Linked DNA regions of Gossypium hirsutum: all the other regions are linked to region 1. The links are chromatin contacts, called in public Hi-C maps. All regions are on one chromosome and are shown on one strand. Each heading gives the region's core, a stretch centred on a gene start, on an enhancer-like site or on the middle of the called end of the contact. The rest is flanking DNA. Distances are from core to core; before and after follow the strand shown. Region 1 holds the start of LOC107960652 (DNA polymerase eta). Region 2 has its middle 21 kb from the start of LOC107957706. Region 3 holds the start of LOC107914098.

Evidence for each region. A called contact is a pair of places that touch in the nucleus more often than the background predicts.
Region 2: a contact with region 1 is called in a Hi-C map of leaf, with 2.7 times the contacts expected there. The contact joins the enhancer-like site here to the promoter of LOC107960652 in region 1. A contact is called at or near these places in 6 of 34 Hi-C or Micro-C datasets (callus, hypocotyl, leaf and 1 more).
Region 3: a Hi-C map of leaf shows a contact between it and region 1, with 2.5 times the contacts expected there. The contact joins the promoter of LOC107914098 here to the promoter of LOC107960652 in region 1. A contact is called at or near these places in 3 of 34 Hi-C or Micro-C datasets (anther and leaf).

What each region holds. Positions count from the first base shown.
Region 1 is chrA05:26,786,513-26,790,292 of Gossypium_hirsutum_v2.1, forward strand. LOC107960652 (DNA polymerase eta) reads left to right here and starts at 1,835. Exons shown (of 15, transcript XM_016896961.2): 1 at 1,835-2,119; 2 at 2,285-2,405; 3 at 2,509-2,620; 4 at 2,721-2,891; 5 at 3,198-3,362; 6 at 3,477-3,580; 7 at 3,730-3,780. The coding sequence starts at 2,044.
Region 2 is chrA05:26,142,860-26,146,473 of Gossypium_hirsutum_v2.1, forward strand. No RefSeq gene overlaps it. Among protein-coding and RNA genes, the nearest start is that of LOC107957706, 21 kb to the left of the region's middle. Within about 2 kb of position 1,807, at least 2 of the 9 cell types and tissues checked have an H3K27ac peak or open chromatin away from gene starts, as enhancers often do. A contact at or near this core is called in hypocotyl and leaf, where this site is marked.
Region 3 is chrA05:25,990,779-25,994,602 of Gossypium_hirsutum_v2.1, forward strand. It overlaps LOC107914098, which reads right to left and starts at 1,352. Exons shown (of 16, transcript XM_016842848.2): 1 at 1,073-1,352; 2 at 1-509. The coding sequence starts at 1,186.

The DNA of each region.
Region 1 (3,780 bases), core at 585-3,084:
TTAATTTAATTAAATTTGATTTTTATAATTTAAATTTTTATTTTATTCTTATAATTAAATTTTAATTTAAAAATATCACATATTAAAAAATGATTGGTTAAATGATTTTTTTAACTGCATATTACAAAATGATTTGTTAAATAATTTTTTTAACTGCAAAGATAATTTGAATAACAAAATCTAGTTGAAATACCACTTAAAGTAACGAAGCACACTTTAGGTACCATTTATAATAAAAAGAAAATTACATATCAACTTTAAAAAAAGCATACTTGTTATACTTCCTTTAAATTTGGGCACGTGCCAGCATAATAAACTATTCGAAAAATAATCATAATTAGATCTTCAACTCTATCTGATTGTCTTAATGATAAGCCCTCCTAAATCTCTACTCTCCATTCAGCTCTTGGTAGCAATAGCAACTTATAAGTTATACACCCACTTCCTTCTAAAAGACCTAAATCTCTCGCTTTTAGTACAGTCCACCTATTAGACAAGCATTATTGCCAATCACTCACTTTTTAAGTGTGAACACTCCTTAAATGTAAACACATTCCTAAAAACTATCATGCCCCACCTTAGCATAACAACCTCGTACTACCATAATAGAATGGGTCACACGATACACGTCCTCCCTAATGACAACCACTCTATAATGTGTTGTCACGTCACACTAATAGATAAAAATATCTCTCTTATTAATTCATTTCTAAAAGATAATAAAGGGACCTTAGAGTCCTTAAGCAATCTTTGAGCATTTATCCATTTCAATCTCCTCCTTAGCTACCTTCATATCCTTTTTCTTTTTCAGCTTTCTGCCTCTCAAAATGAATCAACCTATTCAACACCATCACATCTTCCTTCTTATCTTTCTTTTTATTCTACATTATATTAACAAATTTGAATATTGGAATTTGGTATAAATATGAGGATTAAACAAAGAATGTTGGAAGGAAACTTGCAATGAACACGTCCATAATGAGGCTGATAAAAGATGTAAAGTTGTTATGAAGTTGCTTTGAGTTACTGTCAATTCATGTTATGACATGCACCACAAGCATTTTTGAGTTGGGATTCTTTATTTTTACCTCGTAAATCAAACAATGCAATATACAAAATGGAATATTATGTGCAATACGATTAAAAATAGCTTACAATTGATAATTTTTAATTTTTTTTAAGTAAAAATATAAAATAATTACAAATACATATATAAAAAATAAAAAAATAAAATAAATCAATACGAAAATTAACTCATCAAACTAGAACCCAAGTAGAGGTGATCATGGGCTAGGCCGGCCCGGGTTCGGGCCAAGTTTAGACAAAATTTTAGGCCCGTCTACTAGGCCCGAGCCCAGCCCGATCCAAAATATGGGCCTAAAAATTTGTCCAAGCCCGGCCCGACCCATATTAAAAAAAATTCTTATTTCATTAAATAAAAAAATTTTAAAATATAATAAATCAAATATATTTAAAAACATAAAAACAAATATTAAAACAAATAAAAATGATACTAAAACAATTATTAAAACAATACACAAATTAACAATATAATAAAAAATGGTTATATTAAAATTTTAAAATGATTAAAAATAAAATAAAAATATATTAATATATAATTCGGGCCGTGCCGGGCTGGGCCTGGACCAAAAAACTCTTACTTGAGGCTCGGCCCGTTTTCTAAACGGGCCTCATTTTTTTACTCAAACCCATTTTTGGGCCTATATTCTTATCCAAATTATCCCATTTTTCAGGCAGGCCTTCAGGCGCCGGCCCATGATCAGCTCTAAACCCAAGTACACAGCCTAAAATGAATTTTCTTTTTTGAACTTTTGACCCTTCATTAGAAACAATGACTAAAACGATAACGGAGTGTCGCGTTGCACCGCGTTTTTACAGTCGAAACGATGTGTTGAGGTCGGGACGGGCGGGCACTGGACGTACTCTGTTAAATTACCCTCCTTTTTTTTTTTTTGGCTCTCCTTATTGGTTGATAAAGGTGAAGATTATAGAAGATTTGGAGGGAAAAGAGGAGAGCGAGCAATGCCAGTGGCAAAACCAGAATCGTCTGATTCCAGGGTGATTGCTCATGTTGACATGGATTGCTTCTATGTTCAAGGTTTTTTATGCGATTTAATTTTATTTATGTATATGTTACTTAGGTTTCCGACCAGTTCTTCATTTTCCATTTCGGTTTGTTCTGTTCCAATTTCTCAAACTTGTCTTTCTCTATGGAATCTCAATTTCTGGCGTAATTAATATCGTTAAACATTATACTCTATAGTGGAGCAAAGAAAGCAGCCGCAATTACGGGGTTTACCTACTGCTGTTGTACAGTACAATGAATGGAAAGGAGGGGCTTTGATTGCAGTCAGCTATGAGGCTCGTAAATTCGGGATTAAGCGGTAATTATAATTTTTAAAGTAATCATTTTCAGGATTCTCAATTGATAAGCTGTGTTTTCTTTTTTCTTCCCCCTTTTTTTTGTATCTTATGTGTGGTTTTCAGTTCAATGCGTGGCGAGGAAGCAAAGGAGGTTTGCCCACAAGTTCAGTTGGTCCAAGTGCCTGTGGCCCGTGGTAAAGCTGATTTGAGCGGGTACCGGAATGCAGGCTCTGAGGTGCCGGCGATTTGATGAACAATTGTACTCTTTCAAGTATATACTTTCAGTAGTTCATTAGAAACCCATCTTATTGCTGAATTTTTAACAAAATTCACAGGTGGTATCTATTCTTGCAAGGAGAGGTAGATGTGAAAGGGCTTCCATTGATGAAGTGTATCTTGATCTTACTGATGCAGCTGAAATGATGCTAGCCGACAATCCTCCGCAAGGCATGGAGACAATAGATGAGGAAGCTCTTAAATCACATATTCTAGGGCTAAATAATGAGGTTTACTGCCATGCTTTGGATCTTTTGTCATAACATTTAATAATGCTTGATGTTGGAGTTATTTACGAGTTAATGGCACCTCTGTTGATGGACAGATGCCAACATATGTGAGTTTAGCTTAAGTGCAATGTCCTTGGAACATAGATGCCTCTATCGCTACGAAATCTAACAAGTTTGTAGGCTTGTATATGTATCCTGTCTTAAATTTTGGTCTCTAGTTGGGATCATTGTGTACATATTTGGCATTTTTGCAGTGGTAGGATTTTGCACCACCTAAGATATTATACTGTATATGCAACTGTGCAGGACGGAAGTGACGTGAAAGAAAATGTTAGGAAGTGGATACATAGGCACAATGCTGATCACCGTGATAAATTACTAGCTTGCGGTATCCTCATTGTTGCAGAACTTAGGATGCAGGTTTTAAAAGAGACAGAATTCACTTGTTCTGCAGGCATTGCTCATAATAAGGTAGCTAAAAGTTTTTTCGCTCATCTGTAGTTTTTCTGCCAGTACCATAAGGTTCTGTATAAAGGTAACTTTTACTGACCTATGACATCGTCCTAATGCTGACTTTATCACCAGATGCTGGCGAAACTTGCTAGCGGTATGAATAAACCTGCACAACAAACTGTTGTACCTTTCTCATCAGTAAAGGGATTGCTCGATACCTTGCCTATAAGAAAAATGTAAGTTTCTAAAATTTCTGGATGTAACTGAAATGTTGAGTGAGAAATAGTTAATTTCCTTGAGGAATGATATATAAACATCCGCAGCAGAGTAGTTACTTCTCTCCTAATTCATGACACATTATTTTGACTAGAAACTTTCTTGCCAGGAAACAGCTTGGAGGCAAGCTGGGGATTTCCTTGCAAATGGACATGGGTGT
Region 2 (3,614 bases), core at 557-3,056, 640 kb before region 1:
ATTCATGATGTTTAGAGTCGTTTCATGAAAAAACTTAACTGTAGAAAAGAAGATGAATGAAAACTTTTGATTGGTGCAGATAGTGTGAACAAATAAGGTCATATAATAATAATTTTAATAACCCACTGACTTAAATGAAAACTTTTAAATATATTTGTGATGTTCAAAGTTGTTTTATAAAAAAAAACTTAGCTGTAGAAGAGTAGGGGAACAAGAACTTTCGATTAGTGTAGGTTGTGCGAACATACAAGGCTATATAACAATGCTTTTAACAGCCTAGTGACTTAAATAAAAATTTTCGAATAATTAAATGGCTAAAATATAAACTTACTAATAATCCAAATTAAAATTGAAAGAGCTTACTTAATGCCGCTTTTGGGTTGAAGACGAAGATAAAAAATTCGTCTTTCATTTTTTATGCTCTTTTGTATTTTTGGGCTCACAAATACGGATTTATTGTTAGGGTCAGATATGGGAACTGTAAAATGTGACATTGCAATTAATAATATAATATAACTATTAGATGTTACAGAAGAAATAAACTTATATTGCTATTATGTAATTGGTGTCTGATTAAAGATTATTTAATGACTCGTTAACATTTTCTTTCGTGTAAATGGTTCATATCCTAACAAACTGAATTTTTCAAATAAACATTGATAATATCAATTTGAAAAGAATATTTTTAATAAATATCCATATTTGAATATTTATATCAAATAACTAATTAAAATATTAAATTAATTTTAACAAAAATAGCGTACATAATCATATAAAAAATAAATAAATTTTATATTGACGGATAACAATTTATATGGATGTTGGCTTGCTCAGCTCGGATATACCCAAAATGTTCACATTTGCGACATTGGGTTCTGTTGGAGAGTAAAATACCAACAACTCAAAAAATGACCTAAAGATCATCAAGAGAAGTTCGTGGGAGCGAAGAAGATAAAGATATCCCCTATTTCTAGACTCACGAATCATTTCATGCACCCACTGATGCACCTCCCAAGTTCCCAATGAGAGCATGAAACAGTGTACCCTTACCATTTGTAACCATCCTACAAGTCACCCAATCATAGCTTTCTTATCATAGGTTTCAATTTCATAATATTTCTAATTTGAATATCGCGTGTGCTTCAAAAATAAAACGATGGAAGTTGATATTGTACGGATATTGGTAAGTAGGTATCGTTTCAATCTTAAAATCATATCAAATAATTTATATTTCAATTTGGTCAAATTTTTAATGCGTTTTGATCACTTCAATATGTTTTGATTCATTGCAGTTAATATTGATTTGTATCGATTTTTATGGTTTGATACAAAATTTTAATATTTTAAACTAATTTTTAAATTTTGTATTTTAACCATCTTAAATTTTCTATAATTACATTTAAAATTATCAGTTTTTAAACTATATCTTCAAATTTTGATTATGTTAGTAAATTTTTATAATTGTAATTAAGGGGAAAGGTAGAAAAATATTTAAATGAAATCAAATTTGAATTATAAAATTTTGGAGTCAAAAGATAACTTTTATCTTTATATTCGTGACTTACAAAGAAATTTTATTGTTGGGGGCAAGGCTACACTACCTACCTTTATATTCGCCCTGCTGATAATTAGGCGATTAAATTCTGCTAGTAGTCCATAGTTGCTAATATATTCTTCCAGTTTTAAATTTTTGATATTGAAGTATATATTTTTCTTGAGAATATTGGCATGCTTAGCTCGGATATACCCAAAATATTCACATTCGCGACATTGGACTCTGTTGGAGAGGAAAATACCAACCCCCCAAAAACTGGCCTAAAAATCATTAAGTCCATGGGGGCGAAAAAAGCCCATACCAGATAAAAGATATCCCCTATTTCATGCACCCAATGATGCATCTCCCAAGCCCCCAATGGGATCATGACACATACCACATATTGTAACCATCCAACAAGTCACCCAATCGTAGTTTCTTTAAAATTTTCAGTTTGATCATATGCCTAATTTTAGTATTGAATGTGCCTCGAAGGTAAAACCATGGAAGTTGGTATGGTATTGATATTGATAAATATATATCGTTTTGATTTTAAATTGGTAATAAATAATTTATGTTTCATTTTGGTTAAAATTTTATTTCATTTTAATTATTCTGGTGTGTTTTGATCCATTTCAGCTAATATCAACTTGTATTAACTTATATCGATTGGTATAAAATTTTAATATTTTAAATTAACTTTTAAAATTTATGTTTTAACTATTTTAAATTTTCTATATTTACATTTAAAATTATTTATTAAACTAAATCTTCAAATTTTGTTTATGTGAGTAAATTTTCATAGTATTAGTAATTAGAGCGAAGGCAAAAAAAATTTAAACGAGGATCAGAATTAAATTATAAAATCTTAGATGCCAAAATACAAATTTATCATTATATTAATTCATAATTTTATAATTTTAAGTTACATACAAAGGAATTTTACCGGGGGGGGGGGCTACCTATCTTTATATTCGCCCTGTTGATAATTAGAAGGTTAAATTCTGCTAGTAGTGCTTTTACTTTAGGAAATTGTGGATTATCATTATATTTTGATTTGGTCATTTTTAGTTTTTATGTTTTTCAAAATTTAAAATTTCAATATTCACCAAAAGATAATTATTAAATTTATTATGTTATTTTCAAAATTTGATGTGATAAACTATCATATGTGTAATGCCATGTCAACTTTTTATTTCTATATATTACTCGCTAAAAATCTAGTTCTTGTATTAACAATTACCATTTACTTCAAGACCAAAATTTCAAGCGTGCACAATATACAACTAGTAATTGTATTTAACTAAATAAATTTAATTTCTATTATTTGAGTTAGGACTATAATTTTAAAATTTGAAAAGTATAGAGACTGAAATGATCAAATTAAAGTACAAGAGCTAAATCTACAACTTTTACAATGTACAAAAACTACTGGTGATTACAACTAGTTATGTTGATATTGTTAAACCCAAAAATTTTAAATTAATAGAAATAATTGTTATGGTGAATAACCCCATGAAAGTTCCAATTGAGTTAACATAAGGTTAGCGCATGTAGGGAATTAAAAAAAAAAAAGAGAGAATAAAAACCTTAAATGGAAGTTGTTCTATGAGGTGGATGAATTAGTGCTTCGAAAAGAAAGCAAGAAACAAGCTAAAATAAAAAGAAAAGAGAAATTTTCTGGGAGAAGTATTATGATGTAAAACATTGGTATATAATTATCATTGAAGGCCTTAGAGTTAATCTTTGAACAGAGGGTTTGTGAAAGAGCTTTGGTGTGCTGTAGTTTTCTGGTTCTTGTTTCTTGGTAATAGTCAAGGTAACAGGGGCTCCCAAGTTGGCTTTTGAAGGTATGACCTGTGGAGCTATTTTTAAAAAAATGCATGCGTATGTTGTTAGGGGGAGTGTACCGTGGGTTGACTTTTGGGAGAATTGATATCTTGAGTTCTGATTAAAGCAAGCTCGAAGTTGGCTTGGTGGGAGTGATTAAGGCTGTGAATATAGGAGCACCCAAGGACTGTTTGAAGGATTGTTCTTTTTCCATACGGATTCGATGCTGTATGGGGATGGAAGGTTTATG
Region 3 (3,824 bases), core at 102-2,601, 800 kb before region 1:
TTTGAACCTTCCTGACTCACGTTCTTCCTACTTCGTAACTGCCTCCCTCTTAACCCACCAGTAACTTTATCATGACCATTCTTGACATCTTCTTTCTGACCCAATTCTAAACCCTCAGAATCACTGACCACCTCCTCAGCATCTTTACCCTTCTTGCCTACTCTACCTCTCTTTCTCCCAACAGGAGGCGAAGGAGCCATATGCACAGCTTCTTCAACTGCATTTTGCACTCTAGACCTTGTGACTCTAACTTGGCAGCCCTCAGAGTTTCTGGAATCTTCACTATCTGGAACATTTTCAAGCACCTGGGCAGGATTCTTGGACAACGTTTGCCTCCTAGACCTTCCTCTACGCTGCTGATAGACAGAAACCTCGTACTCAATGGTTTCATTGTCAGAACTAAACCTGACTTTCTTTAACTGCTTTTTGACAATCTTAGCTTCATTTTCACTACATATTTCTTCTGGAATACTGCTGGACTCTTCTAACGAAACAGGATCTTCATTTTCCTGTTTAAAACAAAAAAAAAACATTAAAAGAACTGAGTTGGTTATATGTAATAACTGAAGTGAAGCAATGTACCACAGATATTTACTGTGATACTTGCTTCTTTTTTTTAATCTCCAAAAGGAAAATCAATTTCGAAGAAAAGGAGTGTTTAATCTAGTTAACGAAATAGAACATCAATCTAGTTAAGCCGTTCAAAAATATTATTTGCTTTTTCTATTTGATTTTACTTACGCTTCACTGAATGCAAACAGTAAAAAAAACGAAAGGAGTGCTTAATCTTCTAATTTCGAATGCTTAAAGGCGCAATAAAGCAGAGAAAAACAAATTTCACCACCAAAATTTAGCGTTTAATGCTTCTCGTTTAAATTCATTTTCAGATCTACAAAAAAAAAAGCATTGGAGAAGGTGATGAATAAATGAAAGAGAAGGCACCTTACAGAGAACTGTTCACATTCTCGAAATTTAGCCTTAATTTATAAATTCCATTCCCAAATGAAAGTCAAAGAAATTTATTAGAATAGAAAAAAAGAACAAGAAGATGAATAAATGAAAGAGAAGGCACCTTAAAAATGGAAGTCAAACGATCCGCCATTTCACGGTTAGTGAGATTTGCAGGGACGCCATGTTTTTTACACAACCCCTGCAGTACTTTTCTCTTCATGCCATGAAAATCCATCTCTTTACAATAATTAAGGAAAGAAAACAAAACGGAAATCTAACTGAAATTCAAACTTTTAAAAGAAAAGAAAACACTAATTTGTTTTCCATGAAGAAAAGCTGCTGAAGAACTATAACGAGAGAGATTTTCAGCGTATATAATAAACGACTAAATGTTGTCCGTTCGTTCGTTTTCCGGTATAAAAAAATAAAAGAATAAGGATCAGAATCGGCAGTTTGAATTCAAATTTTCAAATGGCCAGTTTTGGCGCTCTTTTGAAAAGCCGGGACCTTAAGAAAGTAGATGTACTCGCTGTAATAGTTGAATTACAATTTACTCGCCAGTACAGCTCGACAGATGGTATGTTAAAGGGGTAAAGGTGTAAAGTCAGTCGAACGGTGGCGCTTGGTTAGTGATCCAGTTATTCCTGATTTGGGAGTGGGCTTTGGATGTTGAAGACTTACCTTTCTTTATTGAATAAGGGCATGTCTCTACTAAATATTGCAACGTGGAGGGTTCCCTTAGCTTTGAAAGTCAGAAAAGCTGTGTTTACCCGTGGTCGATCCTTGGTCTTTCACGCTCCCTTCCAGCTTACGCTTTGTTCGTTCCTCTTCATTAGAAAAATAAGGTATAACCGTAGTACAGTAGTACTTCAACTTACAATTTGTATTTACATTTTTAAAACTTTGATATAATTTTTTAAATATCCGATTATTACAGTTTATTTATTTTATCATTTCAATCAAATCTTTTGTGCAAGTGTGAATATTATTTTTGATATTTGAATAATTTAGTTAAAAAATTAAATTTGAATATTATATTTAAAAGTTTTTAACCCGAGAACATCCCCTAGATCACCTCAAGTTCTATGTAAAATCCCGTAGATTCAAGGGTTGAAAGAAACCCATAACTATTTGCCTGTATTTTTTACCCAAAATGCTTATAACTTAAAAATTGGTACAAATTTCAGCCTAAAATTGTAGGTCAAACTTGAAAATTATAAAGAAATAAAATCCCAAAGACAAGAAAAGCAGAGTTTTTACATTCAACTAACATTTTTACTAAGAATTGTAATCTTCCCCAATAGCTGGAAAGTATTGTTAATCTCCTGCACAAACAAAATAACCCATAGCTTCTTTTCTTTTCTTTTTTAATTTCATTGTTATCATATTGTGAATGTTAAAAAGAAAATATATTCTTCAGAGATGAGCAAAAATAAAGCAAATTTAAAAGAAATGTGGGGGAAATTTACATTGAGAAGATGAATTTCGGATTTTTGTTAAGAGCAAATCCACAATTTTATTTTAACCAAAAAGAAGATAATGTTCCAACTTCCATATCATTATCCCATGTCCATATCTAAGCACGCCAACTAAAGACTTGATCCAAGTCCCAACCAAAAGTACATGATTTGTGGTTGGACATCTTTTATTCCATCTGACATCCAATGTAGATAAATAATATCACAGTTACATTTTCTCCATTGTTTTTTTTTAACAAAAACATTATTCCATCATTAGTCAACATTCAAAATTTAGAAAACTTTGAAAATATTTTTAAAATCAATTTGAGTCTTTTTTTTAATCGTTTGGACATATTTTAAATATAAAACGAAATTACGTAAATTTAAAATAATTAAAAACACAATCATACATGTCCAGTGAGATAAGTTTCGAGACTCAAATAGCAAGTCTCTAGACTTAGCTACTCTAGTGTAGCTTGTTAGCTACCGACTTGCCAGTCTCAATACTTAAAGGACCTAGTCTTGGAACTTGATGCAAGAAACCAATTTTTAAAAAACACTTCAAACCATTATCAAGCATCATCAAAACATACCATTAAATTTCAGTTCACTTCAAAACAATATAAACATCATTTGAACAAAAATTATTTTAAAAATATGATTAAATCAAATCAATACCAAAACTTATATTGAAAGCATTAAAATCGTTAGACACGTCATAAAAACTTTACAAACTCAATATAAAATACATTTAATTTATATACATGTCATTTCAAACTTTTCTAATACATAAAATACAAAACTAAATTCCTTAAACCCTTCAATCCTCGCATAGTAATGTGATCTTTCATTGACATAATCTCTAGCATCTTAAAAAAGTCTTCCACCTTCGTGTTTAAACCACTAATACATTAAGCTTGAAGAATTATATACATTGTGATTTTCTATCTTACCTTATTCCATATTAATATTAACTTATTCCATATTAATATTAACCTACATGTTTAAACTGTAACATCTTTAATCCGTATTCATCGCCGGAACCGGATTACAAAGCATTACCGAAGTTTATAGATCAAACAGACAAAAATTTCAAACATCGCATATCATATAATATTCAGGTCAGAAACCAATCAAACTCATATATATTGTCCCTTATTCGAACCCTCGAGGCCAAAAATACACGTTAGAAACAAGTCGGGACAAATTCGAAAACTCAAAAAAAATCAGAATACATTAAAAATTTTCAACACTGCAAGGGTCACACGGGCGGACGTATCCATAAAAATTCACATTTTCCCATAATTTCAGTTATCTAATACTTTATATATTTTTGCTAACATATAACTCAACTATTATACTTTTATTATAACTTCCTCCTTCACTTAAGAAACTATTACACACTATATACAT